Linked DNA regions of Triticum aestivum: region 2 is linked to region 1. The links are chromatin contacts, called in public Hi-C maps. All regions are on one chromosome and are shown on one strand. The core of a region is the stretch at or near the end of the contact, and the rest is flanking DNA. Distances in the headings are between cores, read along the strand shown. Region 1 holds the start of LOC123062666. Region 2 holds the start of LOC123062671.

The links. A called contact is a pair of places that touch in the nucleus more often than the background predicts.
Region 2: a Hi-C map of leaf shows a contact between it and region 1, with 2.6 times the contacts expected there. The contact joins the promoter of LOC123062671 here to the promoter of LOC123062666 in region 1. A contact is called at or near these places in 2 of 5 Hi-C or Micro-C datasets (both in leaf).

The regions. Positions count from the first base shown.
Region 1 is chr1A:522,312,241-522,316,394 of IWGSC CS RefSeq v2.1, reverse strand. LOC123062666 reads left to right here and starts at 2,489. Exons shown (of 3, transcript XM_044486287.1): 1 at 2,489-3,147; 2 at 4,120-4,154. The coding sequence starts at 2,544.
Region 2 is chr1A:522,516,220-522,520,373 of IWGSC CS RefSeq v2.1, reverse strand. LOC123062671 reads right to left here and starts at 2,363. Exons shown (of 6, transcript XM_044486300.1): 1 at 2,031-2,363; 2 at 1,795-1,944; 3 at 1,456-1,714; 4 at 1,131-1,349; 5 at 49-191. The coding sequence starts at 2,288. LOC123172736 (a long non-coding RNA gene) reads right to left here. Exons shown (of 2, transcript XR_006485705.1): 1 at 3,036-4,154; 2 at 2,759-2,947.

The DNA.
Region 1 (4,154 bases), core at 1,240-3,739:
AAGCCACTGCCAAACCCTAGCAATTCGGTTCTACCGATAGGGATCTCGGTCTCACCGAGATGGGATTGCAAACTCTCTATTTCCCTTTCGTAACTTTTCGGTCTCACCGAAAGAGCGAATCGGTCCCACCGAGATTGCAATGTAAATTCAGTGTTTCCTTTTTGTAACTTTTCGGTCTCACCGAAAGAGCAAATCGGTCCCACCGAGTTTGCCTGACCAACTCTCTGGTTAGCTTATTACCAAAATCGGTCTCACCGAGTTTGTGTAATCGGTCTCACCGAGATTACGTTATGCCCAAACCCTAACCATATCGGTCCTACGGAGTTGCATGTCAGTCCCACCGAAAATCTCTAACGGTCACTAGGTTTACCTTTTCGGTCCGACCGAGTTTTTTGATTCGGTCCCACCGAGATTGGAAAACTGTGTGTAACGGTTGGATTTTGTGTGGAGGCTATATATACCCCTCCACCTCCTCTTCATTCGTGGAGAGAGCCATCAGAACACATACACAATTCCAACTCATATGTTCTGAGAGAGAACCACCTACTCATGTGTTGAGACCAAGATATTCCATTCCTGCCATATGAATCTTGATCTCTAGCCTTCCCCAAGTTGCTTTCCACTCAAATCTTCTTTCCACCAGATCCAAATCCTATGAGAGAGAGTTGAGTGTTGGGGAGACTATCATTTGAAGCACAAGAGCAAGGAGTTCATTACCTACACACCATTTGTTACTTCTTGGAGAGTGGTGTCTCCTAGATTGACTAGGTGTCACTTGGGAGCCTCCGACAAGATCGTGAAGATCTACCGCTAGTGAGGCAAGTCCTTCGTGGGCGATGGCCATGGTGGGATAGACAAGGTTGCTTCTTCGTGGACCCTTCGTGGGTGGTTGCTTCTTCGTGGACCCTTCGTGGGTGGAGCCCTCCGTGGACTCGCGCAACCGTTACCCTTTGTGGGTGGAGCCCTCCGTGGACTCGCGCAACCGTTACCCTTCGTGGGTTAAAGTCTCCATCAACGTGGATGTAGGATAGCACCACCTATCCGAACCACGGGAAAAACATCCGTGTCTCCAATTGCGTTTGAATTCTCCAAACTCTTCCCTTTACATTCTTGCAAGTTGCATGCTTTACTTTCCGCTGCCAATATACTCTTTGCATGCTTGCTTGAATTGTGTGATGATTGCTTGACTTGTCCTACAATAGCTAAAATCTGCCAAGAACTAAAATTGGGAAAAGGTTAAGTTTTTATTTGGTCAAGTAGTCTAATCACCCCCCCTCTAGACATACTTTCGATCCTACAACCCCACTTAACAGTACGGTGGTTCCTATGACTCAACACAAAAGAAAAATAAATACGAAAGATCTAAGTCTTCGAGCTCCATAGGCTTCATGTGGTGTCTTCTCTTGTCATAGTCTTCAATGTGAATATCTTCATATACCACCTTTGACTTCAATGTCTTCATATATTTTTAGGGGTCATCTCTGGTAGGAAAACCGAATCAATGAGGGACTTTTACCTGTGTTATCCTGCAATTCACACAAACACATTAGTCCCTCAACTAGGTTTGTCGTCAATACTCCAAAACCAACTAGGGGTGGCACTAGATGCACTTACACATGGCGTGAGAAAAAAAGCCCGTGGACCAAGGCAAATGACAAAGGTAGCGCTTTGATCCATTGCACCATCTATTATGAGACATTTGCATTCAAATTATATGTCATGTATTGCAAGACGGAGGGAGTATGGACAAAGGGCCATTTGATTTTGTCATATGTCTTTTCGAAGTCCACCTTTTTGCCGAGATTTTCAAAGTCCACTTTGAAAAGCATCACTCTGTTTTTTTAGTATGAATTGTATTCAAGGCCTCATGTAAAATCAACACCCCCTCCATGATATATCTATCTTTAATAAAGACAGTTTAAACATGATACCTCAAAAATTGTACGACCTCACTAAGTCTATTCATAAGAGTCTTAATGAAGATTTTAAATCTAACATTTAGCAAACAAATAGACCTAAATTTTTGAATTTGTTTGACACCTTTAGTCTTAAGGATAAGGGTAATAATCTCATAGTTAAGTCTGACAAGATTCATATTGTTCTTATGTAAAGGACCTTGATAAGTGCGACACGTGTGGCACGAACATATAATAATTTTAAACGTTTTTATGACAAGTTTAGTGGTGCGAGAATGGCAATTTTAGTTATCAAATAGTATTACTTTTACATCTCACTTAATTAAGTTTCAGAACCTCTATGCATATATAACGACACTACTACCAACCTGTATGACAAGTTATGATATTCAATGTTCACCCGCAAAATAATCATTCCGAAAAATTCCAAGCTTCAGACGGAGCCTCGCCAGGGTTGTTGATGCCAGAGTCTACCACTGAATACACAGACGTGATCATCCCCGTCGCTTGCTGATCGGACGGCCCCAAACACACACTGATCTACAACTCCAGAATCTACCCACTCCCAGAGCTCAGCATCGATCCTCCTCCCCCCACCCTCTTCCCACGCGCGCACCGCACCACAGCATGTCGTGGCTCACGCGCTCCATCGCGGCCACGCTCTCCGGCGAGCCCGACCCCGACTCCGACGCCTCCGAATCCGAGGCCTCCTCCGCCGGCAGGCCGGCCGCGGAGGGGTCCTCGCCGCGCGATCCCGAGGACGAGGAGCCCGAGGAGCCCATCACCCCGAGCCGCGGCGTCAAGGACGACATCTCCGAGCTCACCGAGACCCTCACCCGCCGCCTGTGGGGCGTGGCGTCCTTCCTCGCCCCACCGCCGCCCCCGCCGGAGCCGGAGTCCTCGTCCCCGCGCGCCGCGCCCGCGGAGGCGGACGACGGAGAGGGGGGCGATGTGGACGTGGACGGGGACGGGATCGCGGGGATCCGGAGCGATCTGGCGGAGATCGGGGGCAGGGTGAGGAGCGGCATCTCCATGCTGCAGAGCAACCTGGCCGTGGCAGAGATCTCCAAGATCGCGTCCTCGCTCCTGCCGTTCGGGGAGGAGGAGCCCGACGAAGGGGAGCCCGTCGCCGGCGGGACCGAGGAGGTGCTGGTCTTCGTGAAGCACATCTCGACGCGGCCTGAGACGTGGCTCGATTTCCCCCTCTTCATCAGCGAGCGTTATGCAGACGGTAAGATTCAGTGCCGAACTGCCGATTCAGATAATGCGTAACTTAATAATTTGGTGCACCGGAATGAAATGGGTGGACGTTGTGGTCTCAGTTTCAGTGCGGAACTGCCGATTAATGAAGAAAGTAGATGCTGGAGGTAGTGTTAGAACTTTCCTGCAAAGATCTCAAGCATGCTCGTCCTGAATTAATTGATATGCGCACCTTAGAGTCCCGAAACTCCTTTCTCGACTGGTTTAGTTCTATGTAGTTTGTTGAATAGATTGAAGTCCCCACGTGCACTCTGGAATGCCATTGCACTTCCTTTGAAAGCTACCTACATCGGTTATCACTTATCAGTTCATTGATGCTAGCCTATTTTGTTCTGCATTGCTTGTACACCTGCTTGGTACCAACTATACTTTTGGAATCTTGATGTTGTGATTCTGTCCATCTAGCGATGCATTTTCGCATATTCATGATTTTTCCGTTGTCATGCTATCAATTTGATTAACTAAATCAGGTCAATGTCTTAACTCTTAAGCACCATAACTTGTTTAATATGAATGTAAATATGTAATACCACGCTCCATCGGTTTTATAGCTTTCCACAGCAGTCATGAATGCTTCATATCTTTTTAGAGGTTGCGCATTATGTAGCTATGCACAGGAAATGATGTAAATATCACAGAATTGATTTCAAGCAGCGTTCCCCTATTGCTGCAGAATGCATCACTTTAGGATACATAGGTAATAGGTATCTCCATTTCAGCTTGACGTGATATTGAGCTAACATTTAGTTCTGGAATAAATAGTTCACCCTATTTATGCATACCCTCTCTACGCCTTTTAGTCCTGAATTGGTTTCCTGATGCTTTGTTGGCCTCTAGTTGCATCATATAACTCATGCTTGTCTCTCTCAAATAGAATCATGTTATGTGTAGTAGACCTCACTGATTACCTTAAATCTCTTACACAGTTTCTCTTGATCTTTAGATTTTGAACTGTCGAATGCTCAGTATGTGCATGCA
Region 2 (4,154 bases), core at 1,114-3,613, 200 kb before region 1:
GACTGAAGTGTAACCATTTAGTCTAGTGCTAGCTATGACAAAACATACCTTCTCTGGAACTTTGCTGAAAACGAGCGTCTTCACGATTGGTGAGACGATCAGTTTCTGTGACATTTGAGCGAAGCTCGCGTTGGGCTCGAGGAGATTTGAGGGACCAAGGAACAGTATTTGAAGTACCATCCTCTCCCATCCTGTTGGAACATAGACGAGGTTAAAGATAATCCTGTCGATATTGTTGATGCAAATATACAAGATTGTTGGTACATCAACATATGATTTGTGCTATGCAACTAGTAGCAATTACAATGTTGCTTCTATCTGTCACGTTAAAGCTTCAAACTGAAAGTTAACAGGTTTGATCATTGGCAATCTTGAAACAATACACATGATCAGGATTGATGATGTACATATCAAGAATACAATGACAAGATAGTAGGAATGATGGTATTCCTGAACGCAGGAAGATAGTAGGCAAATGAGAAAACCCAATCACAAGCGCGTGTACCCGGCGTACTCTACTACGAGTACTTTCTTGATTCTAGGACATGGAATCGCTGAGGACAGAGATTGTCATGTAAACAACATTCAGATACACAAAGCCTAAGCAACAAGAACATAAACAATACACCAATACTGGCAAGATGACCTTCCTACTTAATGTTGCTGCTTTTCAAATTCAAAAAGGCTAACTGAAGTGAATAAGTTAATACGGCCAAGTTTTAGCACTAACCTTTTTTCTGAGCAGTACATACCTAGATGCCTACATGGAAATCAATCTAGTGTTCTACTACACTACCTTATTCCAAACATGCATTCTACATTTTACACATTCCAGATAATTCTTGTACCGTTGTGATAACAATTAGTACAGAATGGAAGCATTTCCACGATTAGACTGCAGTTAAAACGTTAGACTGCTGAATGTTGCCCCTTTCCAAAATGTGGGAAAAAATAACTGAAAAAAGCAAATATGGACAAGTTTGTGAAAACACTTCTCTGGATGAGCATACCTAGACGGGAAACAATCTTGCCAAGGTGTTACTACTACACTACCTCAATTCTAACATGAAGTGCAGATCTCACTGCTTCCAGCTAATTCTTGTTCAGAAATGGCATCAAACTGTATTTACCTGTCTGCCGGGTAAGCTTGTTGTCCTCAACGGGATCATCAGGAACCTCTCTCCCTTTGCTCAATATCTTAACTGCCAAGCCGTTCTTGGCAGCTGCCAACAAGGACTCTTTGCTGATGCAATCGGGCGGCTGCCGAGGGACAAAGATGACAGCATCCGTGACCAGCAATGTCCTGGAAGGCTTATGGTAGAACGCCACCTCCACATACGGCCCAATCCCTGAACGCACCCAATTTACAGAGGCATAATTATCATGTATAGTATGCATCAATGCGTTCACGACGGTGTTCAGAGATGAGAGTGGGCGGTGAGGAAGTGGGAATACCAACTTCCGGCGAGCTGAGCACCTTCTGCTCGATCTCGGCGGCCCAGGGCGTGGCGTCGTCCTCGTCCTCGAGGGGCTTGGAGCGGAAGACCCCGAAGAACTCGAGCGGCAGGTTGACGGGCCAGCTCCACTGCCGCGGCGCCACCCACACCTGCGCCCTGGGGAACTTCCTGGAGAAGGGCCCGAGGAAGACCTTGTGCTCGTACGCGAAGGTCGGCAGCACGATGTGCTCCACCGGCGCGCCCAGCTCCTTGATCAGCTGCGCATGGCATGGCGCCGGATTAATGTCGAACAGGAGTCGCGCGAACTGTTGCTTCCTTTGCAGAAACTGAAGCGTACCTGGATGCACTCCTTGGTGGGGGCGATGGGGGCGTGCACCCAGAGCCCGCCGGAGCGGAGCTTGACGACGGTCATGCGGGTGTTGGTGGAGACGCTGCTGAAGCCCAGCGCCTGCTCCTGCTCGAACAGCCATACGCTGCCCTTCACCGCCTGCATTCGGAGAGGAGCTCAGACTCCAGAGAGCAAGCGAAGTGAGGCGAGAGAGGATCAGGCTGAGGCGATTGTCTTTTACGTACCTCGGTGCGGGTGGTGCGGCGGTTGAGGAAGGGGCCGAGCGGGAAGGGGAAGCCGGTGAAGTTGAAGTAGAACCGGGACGACGACGAGGAGGAGGCGCTGCTGGCTTCGTCGGTGGTTGAGGAGGCCGAGACGGCGAGGCGCGGCCTGCGGAGGGCGTGGGGCGGCGCGGCGTGGTGGTGGCGGCAGGGCGCGCAGGGATGCGGGCGCGGCGTCGCGCGCAGCGGGCGCGGGGCGGAGGCGACGGATGTGGCTGCCATTCGTTTGGGCGAGCTCGGCCGGAGGGAGCTCGCGGCTGGAGAAGTTCGAAGATGGGCCCGGGAGAGAGTGAGAGGTGTGGTGCACCTGGGTTCGGACGGATGGCTGGATTGGGGGACGCGTGGAGACGCGCCGGCCGTTGAGTTTGCAGATGGTTCTAGGACCTGCAACCCCGAGACTGGTGATACGGGCGATCCGAAATGTGGTGAATTCTCTTCTCCATGCGCAGAGCCGCACCTAGGCTGCTTTTCTAACTACTAGATGACTCGTTGCGCCAATGGCGCAAAGGTCAAGAGGGAGCCAAGTATTGTGAGAATATTTAGACACTCAAGTCGAAAACTAAATGTGACCAACACTCCCTCATTTTTTGCTTGGAAGCCGCCTTTTCTCACCGGATCTAACATAGATACATGATTCTTCAAGACCAAATTTCAAAGAAAATATAAAGCATGCAAGGCTTTAAGTTGTACTATTGAGACCATACCACCATATCTTCATTTAGTTTTTTTGGAAATCTAAAGGTCTAAGAGGATGGTACATGTGAGAAGATGTGAATCCACAACAAAAAACTAAACTAACTTCCAAACAAAAATTTCAAGTTTGGAAGCCACAAAGAAGCAGCCCAGATCTCTCGTTGTAGTGCAGGTACATGTCCTTAATCCTGCATCCACATCCCATAATTTTTCAACACCTAAATCCATGAAAACCAACCGAAGGAAATCATGGCAGAAACATGCGTCGTGACTTACGTCTCCAAGGACTTCTTGGCATTATTGAGCAGGTTGGACACAACAATCCTCGCTGCGAGCTGCAGAAGAACCACACAGGCACCTTTCTTCACCATGCCCTTGGGGAGGAGGGGGCAACACTTGCAGCGTGGTGACAAGGCTTTGCGAATGCCGCCGGCGAGAGCGTGCAGCGGAGGGCGTCGAGAGTGGCAGCTGCCTCCGCCTCGGCGCGAGCGTAGTGGCCGCGCGACTCGAGGCAGCACACGAAGCGGTCATGCTGGAGCATTACGCTATGCACAGATGTGTAGGCAAGTAACAAAGATTGGTCAAAGGGAAACAAATTATCCAAAAGAAGAAATGTTTTATATATTTTCAGCGTACCCAGCCATAAAATCAGATGCTTTTTGATTAACAAAATGAACACACAATTAAGTGGGCATAGGAGGTGTACAATCATGTACTGACAAAAATCAGAGAGGTTAGATTATGTTCAAATGAGATAAATTATCAAGGTTCCAATGATAGAAAACGTTGGGCCTGATGCACTAATTAATGTTATAGCACACAAGCAAGCTAGACATCTTCGTCTGGAGCGAATACTTTCTTCTTCCTATATTATCAAAGGTGTCTGAAAGTATGAAGACTGGAATCAAAAAATAATAGGAGACAAAACATAAGTAAGCACTCATTGCAATGTACCTGATCAATCGGTATTAGGTTGTGAAACAAGGGCAGGCAAAAAGAAATGAAAAATAAGATGATAATTGATGCAGCCTTACTATACCGGCCATTGAAACGAATCACCAACCAAGATCTTTAATTTTTTGATGAATGCTTGTTGGGTTCTAAAGAAGGGTGAAAGGAACCTTAGCAGAAGACGATGCCTATCCATTGGTTTTACAACTTCCGTCAAACTACATTAGCATGATATCTATGTGAGGTTCACGCATTCAAAAATATGGCCAGCTATAATTCTATGGTCTGTAATTCTACATAACCAGATAAATGTTTTGGAATGGCTAAAGATAACAAGAAAAACAAAATTAGTAAATTTCGGCCAACAAAGCAGAAGTCCGGGATTACTGATTTGGTGTCAGCCTATTTCTTAAATCACAAAGTAGCATGGCTAGACAACCTTTC